2 separate regions of the Bos taurus genome follow, and region 2 is linked to region 1. A link is a contact called in public Hi-C data. All regions are on one chromosome and are shown on one strand. Each heading gives the region's core, a stretch centred on a gene start, on an enhancer-like site or on the middle of the called end of the contact. The rest is flanking DNA. Distances are from core to core; before and after follow the strand shown. Region 1 overlaps LURAP1L (leucine rich adaptor protein 1 like). Region 2 has its middle 4.1 kb from the start of LURAP1L.

The links. A called contact is a pair of places that touch in the nucleus more often than the background predicts.
Region 2: a contact with region 1 is called in a Hi-C map of liver, with 2.5 times the contacts expected there. The contact joins two enhancer-like sites. A contact is called at or near these places in 2 of 11 Hi-C or Micro-C datasets (liver and skeletal muscle).

The regions. Positions count from the first base shown.
Region 1 is chr8:31,502,785-31,509,729 of ARS-UCD2.0, reverse strand. It overlaps LURAP1L (leucine rich adaptor protein 1 like), which reads left to right. Exons shown (of 2, transcript NM_001101256.1): 2 at 5,755-6,504. The coding sequence ends at 6,129. Among named protein-coding and RNA genes, the nearest start is that of LURAP1L, 52 kb to the left of the region's middle. Within about 2 kb of position 2,784, at least 23 of the 102 cell types and tissues checked have an H3K27ac peak or open chromatin away from gene starts, as enhancers often do. A contact at or near this core is called in liver, where this site is marked.
Region 2 is chr8:31,558,543-31,565,487 of ARS-UCD2.0, reverse strand. No RefSeq gene overlaps it. Among named protein-coding and RNA genes, the nearest start is that of LURAP1L, 4.1 kb to the right of the region's middle. Within about 2 kb of position 2,822, at least 5 of the 102 cell types and tissues checked have an H3K27ac peak or open chromatin away from gene starts, as enhancers often do. A contact at or near this core is called in liver, where this site is marked.

The DNA.
Region 1 (6,945 bases), core at 1,535-4,034:
TCTTTACAACAGCCCTTTAATTTAGTACATTAGATGCTTTTGATTTTTTTTTTTTAGATATTTAGAAATAAATACAGCTAGAAAAAAGGCCTTCCGCCAATTACAAATTTGAAAAAAAAAATGCTGATTTTTTTTTTCACCTTAGACACTAGGATTAGGACATCACATTAAAAGGTAAATCTAATTTATTCTCCTTCCTTCATATTCATGATCACTAACTTGCTTGCAAAATAGTCTTCCTATAACAGCTTGCTGGACATTTGGGATTTGGGTCGTGGATACTGTGGATTTTACAGTAGGTTGCATAACTGGGAGATGGCCTGCTTTTATCTGATTAGTCAATTCCCATAAATAAAAAGATAAGAATGGTACAGGGGAGCTTTGTGCGAGATATGAACACTGGTGCTATGCAAGCCTGCAGGATGACAAGAAGGAATGAGCAATGTCCCTATTTGGCAGATATATTCAGCAGCTCATGTGCACATTTCAGTTAATATATAGACCCATTAAATATGGTATGTATGTTTATCTTGGCACAGAACACAAATATTACTTTTAGTGAAACCCAAATGGCAAGAGCTAAAATTACTATCGCCACAGAATTTCTGATAAGGTGATTAAAATTCACATAGAGCTCAAACTCTAGCCATGAGCTTTTACTAGCAAAGTAATTTGCCAGAGATGGAGCAGTAAATTAATTGCTCTGTCTCCTGTATAGCTTGAATGATTCTCTCATAGCAGAAACAATTTAGTAATCAAATGGCCACAGGAATGACAATCAGAGACTATGTTAGAATAAAGGGAAATCCTGAGATGATCTGATCTACAGAATCTTCTTATAACAATTTCAATGAAACCTCAATACAGAGAGCAGAGAAAAGTGATGTGTGGATTTCTCTACTGAATTACATTTTCAATATTGGGCAGAAATTAGACTTTGTTCATAGACTACTTTACTATGTCTATTGAGTCCAGGGGTTCACCAGAGCTCAAAATTAATCCCCAGGATTCTTCTTCTTGTATAAGAAGATTGTATATGCCAAGTCACCTTGCCCAAAGGTAGACTGTGACAATGACAGGCCAGAGCTCTGTCCTGGGTTCCTTACACACCACCACCAAAGAAGTCAATTTATTTGGCAACTTCGTGATGAAGTGAAAGCATGACCATACTCTTTCTTGGATTCCAGTGAGACAATTCATAACCTTTGTATTTTTGTAGTAGTAAAATGATAGATTGGACAAAAACATAGATCTGGAAAAGTTTATTATTAAGAATATTTGCTTTTCAAGACCCCCCATTAAGTTCTTCTATAGACCAGTTCATTGATCATAATTGACATGAAATTTCAGTCTTCATTCTGTCTAGAGTTGAGAGACCTATTTTGCTACAATTTTGAGGCACGAGAGGCTTATTAAGTACGAAGATGGGCTGTACTGCAATACTAAGGGCCAGAGGTGACAAGTGAAGAGGAAAAGAGGAAAGGACATTGACATCTCTTTGGATCAATTAATGCAAACCTTACAAAAAAATCTTTTTTTGGTAGCATCCTATTTGTTTGTTCCCTTTGTTTAATTTCTTTCACCAAGTGTTTACAGAACAGTGTTGTTGTATTAGTACGAGTTATCACCTCCGAACACACAGAATAATGCTTGGAGTGTGATTTACGTCGTGAAGTCCACTTCCTTTCAGAGATACTCTCTTGTAACCTGTACATTTAAGCTGGGAATAACCTTGCCCTAGTTACTCAGTGTTTGAACTCTGTGACTTGGTGGGAGTGGGATTCCGTGCTTGGAATGCTTTAATACTGAAGAGCTCTTTCTTGCTACCTTATTCTTTCCCCTGAAGCACTGTATCACTAGCAAGTGTTAGTCAGTCATTTGTGTCCGACTCTTGCCGGTTCTTCAGGCAAGAACCCTGGAGTCGGTTGCCATTCCCTTCTCCAGGGGATCTTCCCAACCCAGGGATTGAACCTGGGTCTCGCATATTGCAGGCAGATTCTTAACCATCTAAGCCACTAGAGAAGCCCTATGGTATTACTGACTTATAGCAAAACTCAAGGGAGGGGCATTCTTGACAGATGGTTCATCTTATGGCAATCATTCAGGCCTTGGACAAATAAGACTTGTACATCCACTATGCGTTAAGCACTCTTAGAGGTCTTGGGTACAGTAGTGAACAGGACAGACCAAGTCCCCTGCCCTCTGTGATGGCTTACATGCTCATATGGGAGACAGAAAATAAAAAGTAAACAAGTAATAAGTAGGATGATTTCCATTAGTCATAAGTATTATGAAGGGAACATAAAAATGTAGAAATGCTGTGTACAACTAAGCACAGGAATTAGATACTATGATTGATCAGCAAGGGGCTCTCCAAGGAGGGGTCACTTAAACTCAGACCATGAGGAAGTCCTCCCAACCACCACTGTCCTCAGAGAAACATCCTGGGATCTTGTAAGACCTCAAGTGGGAAAACCACACAGGTTCCCGCCCACTGGGCAAGACTGCTGTCTTCTGAATGGATGGGCAGACTTCCTAAGGACTGATGTGCATAACAGTGAGGAAAGGCAGGGCAGCTGCTGGAGACAGAAGCCACATGGTGATTTAGTCCTGGTGGTGGATCGTTCCTACTTTGAAGGTTCACCAGGAGTAACATAATTGTACCTTAATTCCAGGAGAAAGCACTATTAGGTGGAGTGCCAGGTAACAGGCAGAGAGCCGTGTGAACCGAATGGCCCAGGGCTCGCTCCCACGGTGGGAAGCTGTTTACTCTCTCCCTGGAGGACACAGGGTTAGATGCAGTTAAGTGTGTAATCATTATCAGCCTGACCAACACGTTCTTAGTGACTTGCTTTCGTCATATTTTCCCCTACAGTGGTTCAATGGCCTGTGAATGTTTGCTTTCAGAAGAAAAGAATTTTTTTATTTAAATAAATCATTTCATGGTCAAAGGAAGCTTTTGTTACTTCAGAGTCTACTCCCCTCTCATTCATATTGCTCAACAAAACTGAACACTTCTTATGTGATGCAGCCACTGTGTAGCTCAGACAAAAACTGCTGGGAAAAGAGTATAAGTATGTTTTAACCCTCCAGTGACACAGTTGCTGGGAATGTGCATTATTGTCTTAAGAGCTGAACTTTCTCAGATCCTAAAATTACGACTGTTTCCCCTCCGCAAAATCAATCCATCCTTAAAACAGACCATAAGAGATGGACAAAACATAAGACACAGCTTTTTTAAGGAACTGAAAGCTTAGCTGAAGAAACAGCTAAAAGACAATAATAGGTAGCAACATAAGTGTACAAAATTAAGGTAGACTGTCAGATACAAACTACACAGTAGAGGGTAAACAGGCCAGCAGAAGAGATACTTCATGGAAGAATTAGGACTTCAAGAATGGGGAGGATTTGAAGGGGAAAACAGTATTTCAAGTGAAGGGAGTAACAGGGAATATGTCCAGATCTGGGCATGCGCAGGAACATTCTGACAGGACAGGGTGGGGATGTGAACAAATGCAGCTGTGGTTCATCTGGGGAGCTGTTGGGAAATGGCCACACTTCCATTGCACTGTTCCTACAATGGGCACAGCATGTTTTATCGGCTACAGATGCTTAACTGAACAATTTTGCAAGACTTTGACTTCTATTGATTTTCCTGGCTCCTCTGTGGATGTTCTAGGCAAATTGTTGGTCATTTGTAAATATTTGTTGTATTACTTGTAATTTGAACAGTATTTTGATGACTCATAGGGTGTGGGGGTAAATTCAAATATAAAAAATTGCCACAAAACCTCCTTCCCCCACACAACCTTAAAGCAAGGTCACTGAGACAACACCACAAATAGAAAACCATCTCAAGACTTACTAAGTTCTGTTCTTGAATGTCTCAGAGAAAATTGATTTTCCTTGCTGACTGCCTAAGAATTTTTGGTACATTTCTCAGAGAAGATAAGGTAGTCTCCTAAGTCACTTTATTTAATATCCTAGGTAGATTAACGGTTTTTAAATTATACTTCATACTTTATACATACATACGTAAGCATTTTTGTACATATACACATGGAATTTACCTGCAATCTTAAATCTCTGAAGTCATCCTAAAAATTTCATCTCTCTTAATAGCTGTCTGTCACATTCACTCAATCCAAAGTTCTCCTTCAGAGATGGATTGTTTCCTAGAAATACATTTACAATATAAATGCATATATAAGCTTCTTTCTCTCTTCTGACTTGAGTCACTCACAACAGAGTGCCTTGGATAATTCTAGAAACCCATAAATCTGAATTATCCTGGGTGTTCAAGAGAGAATAAGCAAGGCCCAGTCTCCTGGGTTAAAAGACCTCAGGCGAAAAAAAATTGGAATTTCATTTAAACCCTGATGAATGTGACTAGGACCTCTGGTGGCTAAATCTGTCCTTGCCTCACAGTCCAGTCCGCTGGAATCTCTGTAGGAGCCTTATCTCTTCAATTCCAACCAGAACAAGGGCTATCTTGCAGCGCTCTCCCCCTACTTCCTTCAGAAACAATCTTCATGTTAACAGATATTCCTGTTGAACTGTGGGGCCTACAGAGAAATTCTGCTTTGTAACTAAGACAGATTTCTCTGAAGTAATTTAAAACCATCAGAAAGACTACATACCTAGAAGTCATTTAAGGGAACTGTCCCAGAGTCTCATATCCCAGTTTTGATTGGAGCTGCTCTTGACACATCTGAAGGAAATAATGAAATATACAGAAAATACTTGTACACTTCATTGTGTAAAGTAGATCAGCCTCATTTATCAGCCTCTTGGATTCAGGGAATATTGAAACAATTTGGTTCCTGTTAAACATGAAAGCATTTTTCAGCACTACATATTTGTCAGTATAGTCATAAAAGGTACAGACATTTTCTGTACTCTTAATTTTTTATTTGCAGATTTCAGTTTCTTCATCTATAAAAGAAGGATAGAAATAATAATACTTAAGGCACAGGGTTATTATTGAGTTGACCAAATGTTCGCTTGGTCATTTCTATAACATCGAAAAACCTGAATGAACTTTTTGGCCAACCCAATATAATGCGTGTTGAGCTTTTATTAATGGTGTTTGTCACCTAATCTCTCAAAAATAGGAGCTGCTACAATGATGATGATGATTCCTTAATTTCTACAGATTCCTATCCCCCCTTCTCTCAATATCCACACACATACTCTCAATTAACAAGGATAAACTATTAAATCTGAGCTTCCCTGGTGGCTCAGTGGTAAAGAATTCTGCCAATGCAGGAGACACAGGTTCAATCCCTGGGTCAGGAAGATCCCCTGGAGAAGGAAATGGCAAGCCACTCCAGTATTCTTGCCTGGGAAATCACATGGATAGAGGACTACAGTCCATGGGGTCACAAAAGAGTCAGACACAACCAAGCAACTAAAACAACAACAACAAACAATCTGGCCATAGAGAGCACAAGTCTCTTGACAGAATCTGTCATTCAATAGGCTATTTCCAGGCAGCTTGGTGAAGGTCAGAGATGCAGTGAGAGTTCATAGTCCCTTTCAGAGCCTGTTAAGGCTGGAAGGAAGTGAGTTCTTTAAATATGACTCCTAGCCTTTGTCAGCAGTTTTCAAAAAGATCCTGCGCTCAAGTAAATTTGTATTTTATTCTCTGAATGTAAAATGATGGACTGCAGGAGACAGAATTTAAATGACTCTGGGGTCTTTCAAGAACGCAGACTAACTGGCAGGTCTCTCCTCTCTCCCTGCCCTCCACAGGTTAACCTCAGAGCCACAGACGGGAAGCTCATGCGCCAGTTGCTCCTCATCAATGAGAGCATCGAGTCCATCAAGTGGATGATTGAAGAGAAAGCCACCATCACCAGCCGAGGCAGCAGTCTGAGTGGCAGCCTGTGCAGCTTACTGGAGAGTCAGAGCACCTCCTTACACGGCAGCTGCAACAGCCTCCACGATGGCAGTGACGGGCTTGACGGCATCTCCGTGGGGAGCTACCTGGACACTTTGGCGGATGACGTCCCAGGCCATCACACCCCCTCAGACTTGGACCAGTTCAGTGACAGTTCAGTCGTAGGGGACTCACACGCACTGTACAAGCGTCCCAAGTTGGATTCTGAATACTACTGCTTTGGCTAATGCCCCAGTTTTATGCATGGGATTGGTGTGCAATTAACTTGTATTTATCTTCCTTCTCCGCTGCTATATTTTTGGTGTGAATTTTTTTTTTTTTTTTTTTTTAGTACGACAACCTTTTAAAAGGAAGCTTATTTTGAATGGCTTGATGGTGTTTCTGTTGCTCCTAGTATTTCTCGTCTGGACTGATTTCTCTTTCTCTCTTAAGTCTCTCTATTTATTATGATGATTTTTCTCCCTTCTTTCACAGTGGCACAAATAAAGTAGGGGGAAAAGAATAAGCAATAATTATATCTTTGCTTTTGTTTTCAGAGCAAGGGGTCAGGGATTACAAGATAAACTTTGCTAAATTTTACAATAAACCAAAATCTCATAATAGCTGATTTTGTTGTCTGTATTCTTAAATGATTCAAAGGTTTGTTTTCCAGAAAACACTGTGGTTTATTACTGTTTTTATATTGGTTGGACAACATGCTTGGGACTAAGCTAGGCATTATTTTGAGGCCACAAGTTCCTAGTGTGAAATCAATAATACCGCTAACCACACATTGCTCATGACAACCATTAGGAAGCCCCAACTCTATGCAATCTATTCAATTCAAGTTTGTGTTCATACTGTAGATGATCATTTTGTCACCAGTGATTCTAACTCAAGCTGTAGACAAATTTGTGTAATTAAATATATGATTCTCCCAAATTTCAAAGAATAATTGAAATTAAGTAAAAAGGTGATTAGAGGTTAAGGTGTCCTAGATTTATTGTATTCTGAGATTTTGTTGATGTTTACTATAAGCACTTTACAATTATAGGATATATAAA
Region 2 (6,945 bases), core at 1,573-4,072, 56 kb before region 1:
GCAGCAAGGTTTTCATTTCAACTGTTGAGTAATGCTCTTAAGTCCTAAGACTAAGATCTATAACTCTACTATGAGAAGTTCTTGAGTTTTCACTCCCAAATAATACTAACTAACACTATGTGTGTCTTTATATAGAATCTTTATGATCTTTTTGAAATTAAAAATTGCAAAGAACTTGTTTTCCTCCTTCTCTTCCTCCCATGCTTCTGAAAGGCATTTTTGCTTTTCCATCTGTACTTATAACCCTAAGAATAAGGAGAAACTAAAGTGCTGCACTCAATATGCCAACAAATTTGGAAAACTCAGCAGTGGCCACAGGACTGGAAAAGGTCAGTTTTCATTCCAATCCTAAATAAAGGCAATGCCAAAGAATGCTCAAACTACCGCACACTTGCACTCATCTCACACGCTAGTAAAGTCATGCTCAAAATTCTCCAACCCAGGCTTCAGCAATATGTGAACCGTGAACTTCCTGATGTTCAAGCTGGTTTTAGAAAAGGCAGAGGAACCAGAGATCAAATTGCCAACATCCGCTGGATCATGGAAAAAGCAAGAGAGTTCCAGAAAAACATCTATTTCTGCTTTATTGACTATGCCAAAGCCTTTGACTCTGTGGATCACAATAACCTGTGGGAAATTCTGAAAGAGATGGGAATACCAGACCATCTGACCTGCCTGTTAAGAAACCTATATGCAGGTCAGGAAGCAACAGTTAGAACTGGACATGGAACAACTGACTGGTTCCAAATAGAAAAAAGAGTTCGTCAAGGCTGTATATTGTCACCCTGTTTATTTAACTTATATGCAGAGTACATCATGAGAAACACTGGACTGGAAGAAGCACAAGCTGGAATCAAGATTGCCGGGAGAAATATCAATAACCTCAGATATGCAGATGACACCACCCTTATGGCAGAAAGTGAAGAGGAATTCAAAAACCTCTTGATGAAAGTGAAAGTGGAGAGTGAAAAAGTTGGTTTAAAGCTCAACATTCAGAAAACGAAGATCATGGCATCCGGTCCCACCACTTCATGAGAAATAGATGGGGAAACAGTGGAAACAGTGTCCGACTTTATTTTTCTGGGCTCCAAAATCACTATAGATGGTGACTGCAGCCATGAAATTAAAAGACGCTTACTCCTTGGAAGGAAAGTTATGACCAACCTAGATAGCATATTCAAAAGCAGAGACATTACTTTGCCAACAAAGGTCCGTCTAGTCAAGGCTATGGTTTTTCCTGTGGTCATGTATGGACGTGAGAGTTGGACTGTGAAGAAGGCTGAGCACCGAAGAATTGATGCTTTTGAACTGTGGTGTTGGAGAAGACTCTTGAGAGTCCCTTGGACTGCAAGGAGATCCAACCAGTCCATTCTGAAGGAGATCAGCCCTGGGATTTCTTTGGAAGGAATGATGCTAAAGCTGAAACTCGAGTACTTTGGCCACCTCATGCGAAGAGTTGACTCATTGGAAAAGACTCTGGTGCTGGGAAGGATCGGGGGCAGGAGTAGAAGGGGACGACAGAGGATGAGATGGCTGGATGGCATCACTGACTCGATGGACATGAGTCTGAGTGAACTCCGGGAGTTGGTGATGGACAGGGAGGCCTGGCGTGCTGCGATTCATGGGGTCGCAAAGAGTCGGACACGACTGAGCGACTGATCTGATCTGATCTGAGAAGCCTAAAATACAGATAGGAATTGAGATATTCACAGGACATTGCCAGAAATGGGCATTGACCCTGAAGCCGTGCATCCAGTTTCAAATTCTATGGCATAAGCCACATCTACAGGTCGAAATCTTTGTGTAAAAGCATAGCTCTCTGTAAACTTTCTGGACATTCTCCTCTCTGTGAGCATTCACCATTGCTTTTTTCTACCGTGATTGAGGTTCTAGTTCGATAAGCTTAGCTTCCGTGTTCTATAAAACCAATATTTCAAATAAAATTTATCAAATCATTTTCAAATCAAATTTATAAGTTTGCCTCTAAGCTAGGACATAGGAAGATGATATTTATTTAGTCCTTTTATGTTTTGCTGGTGCTAAGTTGCTTAGTTGTGTCTAACCCTTTGCAACTCAAAGAAATGTAGCCTACCAGACTCTTCTGTCCTTGGGATTCTTCAGGCAAGAGTCCTGGATGGGTTGCCAATTCATTCTCCAGGAGATCTTCCTGACCCAGGGATCTAACCCACGTATCTTAAGTCTCATGCATTGGCAAGTGGGTTCTTTACCACTAGTGCCCTCTTTATGTTTTAGTGTTATAAGGCAATGGCAACCCACTCCAGTGTTCTTGCCTGGAGAATCCAAGGGACGGGGGAGCCTGGTGGGCTGCCATCTGTGGGGTTGCACAGAGTCGGACACGACTGAAGTGACTTAGCAGCAGCAGCATACACTATTAGAGCCCACCTCAAATTCAATTTCAGAAATTGTCAAGGTATTGGATGAAAGATATCAAAAGTGGATTGTATGAATTATGTCAAAGACTATGCCATTTCAAGATCAGGATGTTTCAGTGATCAAAGTTTCCTAGTCTATAAAAGCTAATAGCTGTTATTATCTAACTCATAAGTGATTATTAATAGAAGGGAAAGAGTCCTTTAACTATTTCCTTTCTGTGGCTTTCCACCTTTAAGGTGACCTCTATACATCACTACCAAATATAAAAAACTACCAAATAAAAATAAACTTCCAGTTCTTTGATATGATTCACAGCCTCATGCCTGAAGCAAATCTGTAAGACCAGACATTATTTCACAGTGTTATGGGTTGAACTGTGTTGCTGGAAAAGCTATGTTGAAATACTAGCCCTATCACACCCCCGCTGCTATTGTTTAGTCACGTAGTCATGTTCAACTCTTTGTAATCCCATGGACTGCAGCACACCAGGCTCCCCTGTCCTTCAGTATCTCTGGGAGTTGGAAGAATCATCCCTCAGAATGTGACTTTATTTGGGGATACAGTTGTTACCGTTTTAATTTGCTAAGTGAAGATATACTTGAGTAGGATGGGTCCTTGACCCCAAATGACTGACCTCCTACAAGCAGACAGAAATTGAGATACAGACACAGAAGGAAGATAGCCACGTGATGACTGAGGCAGAGATTGGAGTTATGCTATCCAAGGAATGTGCAGGGCTACCAGAAGCTGGAAGAGGTGAGGAAGGATCTTTCCCAAACTCTCCAGAGGCATTATGGCTCTGTCAGCCTTGATTTTGGACTTCTTATTCTCAGAACTATAAGACAATTTTGTTTCAAGCCACTCCATCTGTGTTGTTAAGCAGCTCCAGGAAACCAACAGAGTTTTATGAGTCCTCTAAACTTTTGGCTCCAACTTCAGGACTCACTTCCCCATTACCACTTTTCCAAGCCCTTAGATTTAAAGCTTCACTGCTTTCTCTTGTTTTAGTTTTTATCTCTTAACTATAATTAATGATCATCCCCCAAGATTTTATGAGACACAGGTATACTGGAGCCAGCACATACCAGTTTATAGCAACCAATTGGAATTTTGTAAGCCAATTGCTAAACACAGCCATAATTTTTAAAATTACATTGTATAAGCTTAAAATTAGGTGAATTATACTAAGACAAAGGTAATGAATATCAAAACTCATCACTTCCTAATTATTTGACTACACTTTACTACAATCCGTGCTCTTGACGCTATTTATGTCAATTTATCTGTTCGGTGGAAACAGTAGGGAAAAAAACGTACTACGGCCCATTTTTTTCCAACTCACACTGGAAGCTTGAAATCAGCTGTGGTGGAAATATTTACGCCATGAAAACTGTCAAAAGCTACAAGTCAGCTATTTCTATATTTGCAAACAGCTAATTGTAAACATTTAGCGGCACTCCACTGAAACAACCTTTAAGTCCATTCAAACTGGGATGGCTATAGAAGAAACGAGCGGTAGAAATTCAGAGTTTAGGACATCAAGTAAAAGGAAATAAAAGACTCTATTACAAACAATGAAGGCAGAGAGATTTGACAGGGATTATGAAGAGGGGATAAGACAGACTTAAATGCTGGTGACCTACTTTTAGTATTGTCTAGTGAACCTCTCAGGATAGTGTTTAGCTCTGGTTATAAATATTAATTAGATTCCAATCAGAGTACTATTTAAAGGATCTGTGCTTCTTGGGAAGAGATATTTCAGAAATATATTAGATGGATATATAGAGCATACACATGTATAAGTTGTTCAAGTTGGTAACAAACCAGATGATTTTACTTAGTTAAACAGATCCAACTCAGCTACAAAATTATACACAAATTGAATGACAATAAACAGGCAGGGAAAAATCTTTGCAGCTTTAGCAGATATGTAATTCCACTCTAAGATCAACAGTCTTCAGTTTTGCTATGACAACTTCCTTGTTAAACACATAATCAGCTGAACAACAACAACAACAAAGAGGAACACCACCTCTACACATTTAAAACAGAGATTTAAAGAACCCCACACCCATTAAATATAACAGATATTTCCTAAAATCATTAAAGGTAACCTGAGGCTGTTGACTGCTTGATATTCCTCTGAACTGTGGGGAGTGGAATCTCAGGTTAGAGACTTTGTCCTAATCCTTGAACTCTGTGCCAGCAGAGCTGGGAAAGCTGAAAACTTCCAATCAGTGACAGAGAGAAGGTAGAAGGACTTTTTAAATTTTTTTTCCCTTTCACCACAAGGCCAGCAGCAGATTAAAGAGTGACATTACTCACAACATACACAGTCTTAGAGACTGTACTTTTGCTCTAAACACTGTCTCATACCAGGAAGTGTTCTAAGGGTGGAATGTGTGAAGCTTAGATCACATCACTCTGTTTTTGTGACTGAGGCATTCTTTTAAAATTTGTCATCTGAGTTCAACAATGTTCCCACTTCATTAGATACTGGATTTTTTAAAATGATAATAAATAAGAGGCTCTCTTTCTTTCTCTGTGAACAGAATCCAACTGGGGAAGAAACCCAGTCTCTTAAAGTTCCCCATAGTTTAATGACCATTCTTAGACTCCTAGCTAGTCGCTCAGTCGTGTCTGACTCTTTGCAACTCCATGGACGGTAGCCTACCAGACTCCTCTGTCCATGAAATTCTTCAGGCCAGAATACCAAGTGTTTTGCCATTCCCTTCTCCAGGGGATCTTCCCTACCCAGGGATCAAACTCAGGTCTCCTGCATTGCAGGTGGATTCTTTACCATCTGAACCACCAGGGAAGTCCTAGATTCCTTAGGCATTTAAACGGACAAAAGGCAAATACAGTTCATATATAATGCAGTCAGATAAAGGATGTATATAATAAAGTAGTCTGGGTCCAGAAAATTATATTACAAATAATACAGTAACCCTAACTTTAACTTTTAGGATTTTACTTTTCAATATATTAGGCCTTGGGGAAACATCCTGAATTTAGGTTGTTGCTGGAAGATGCAATCAATTATGGAAATAAGAGGTGGTTGGAGATGGAGGAGAAAAGCAGGAGTAGGAAGTCAGCACTGCTAAGACTGAGGGCTTAGTGAAATACAGAAAAAAAAGAAAATTGCTCTGAAGAGTTTTTCCTTCCCATTTTTTTTCCGCTTTACTCACCATGTGCCCTCTTCTTGTTGATGACCCTACTTCCTCCTCAGCCGGCATCCTAGACCCAGTACTGCAGTTCTTGTCAACTAATCCCCCAAATCAGTGTGTGATATAGGGCTAACAACAATTAGTTAAAGCTCTCACACATGTTTTTTCATCATAGAAAAATCTTGAAAACAAAATAGTCTCAAGACCCAAAAGTAAAAAAGACCCTTATTTTTGAACATTTTGGGTAAGGAATGTCCTCAGATCAAACCAAATAAAACAGTAGTGACAGGGTTCATACAATCTACTGGTAGCCTACTAAGACTACTGTGATTCTAACATGTTTTGAAAATGATCATTTTGGCATTCAAAATATCTCTGTTTTAAACTAAAATGTCATTAGGCATTAAGTTGAGAAATTTTAAAGGTGTAACATAATTAAACTTTTCCTAAAAAGTTTTTGTTTGTTTTATATTGCACTGGCACAAAGTATTAATTTACATATAGATCATATTTTTTCTTTTGGAGATGCTTTCTCTGCAGAAATCTAAAACAGAAAAAAACCATTTTCTATTTTTTAATTACCTTCAGTACCAAACACACATTTTACTGTCTGTGACTCACAGCAAAGAGGTGTTCCTCTTTTATACAGTTACATCGATGATAATTTTAAAATAAACTATTTTTATGGACCAAGTTCAAGTTAGATACTGTGTTTATATGCTCCTTTTCACAACCAGCCCTATGCTGAACTTTGTAAGGGCTTTATGACAAAAAAAAAAATTTTTTTTAAGTAAAAAACCTCTTCATTATAATTCCTACCCAATGAACTTGTGGTTTTCCAAATTTAGGACAAAGCATGAAGTTTTATCAGTGAGTTGAGATTTAGTTTTCTTCCCCTTTGATTGGGTCACTTAATTTACAGCTTTTTTTTTTTTTTCTTTTTAAGAGAAGAAATAACCTATAATTTCTGACATGCTGACAAGAGAACTTTAGCAACTTTCTCCCCGATATGAAATACTTTACTCAGAAGGCCTATTTTCTATCCTTAGGCTTCTTGGATATGGCTCTGCTTAAAAACATACTCTGAGATGTACCTGCCCATGTTCTCATAAGTGTAAAACCTGAGCGATGTCTCTGGGAAAGACCAAGAACACAAGTACTTATTTATCCCAGAAAGAGAGGGGTCCCTATTTTGAAAAGTCCTAATGGAATCCCAAATATTAGTTTAGCAGACTGAAAAACAGTACCCTCTGCTTGAAGATTCTTAATACAAATTCAATGTTAAATCAAGACTATAATCCACAGAGTTCATAATAACTTATTTGGTAGAAGTGTCTCAGATCCATAGATGGCATGCTTTGGGTTTCTTTTAAATAGCTGGGGA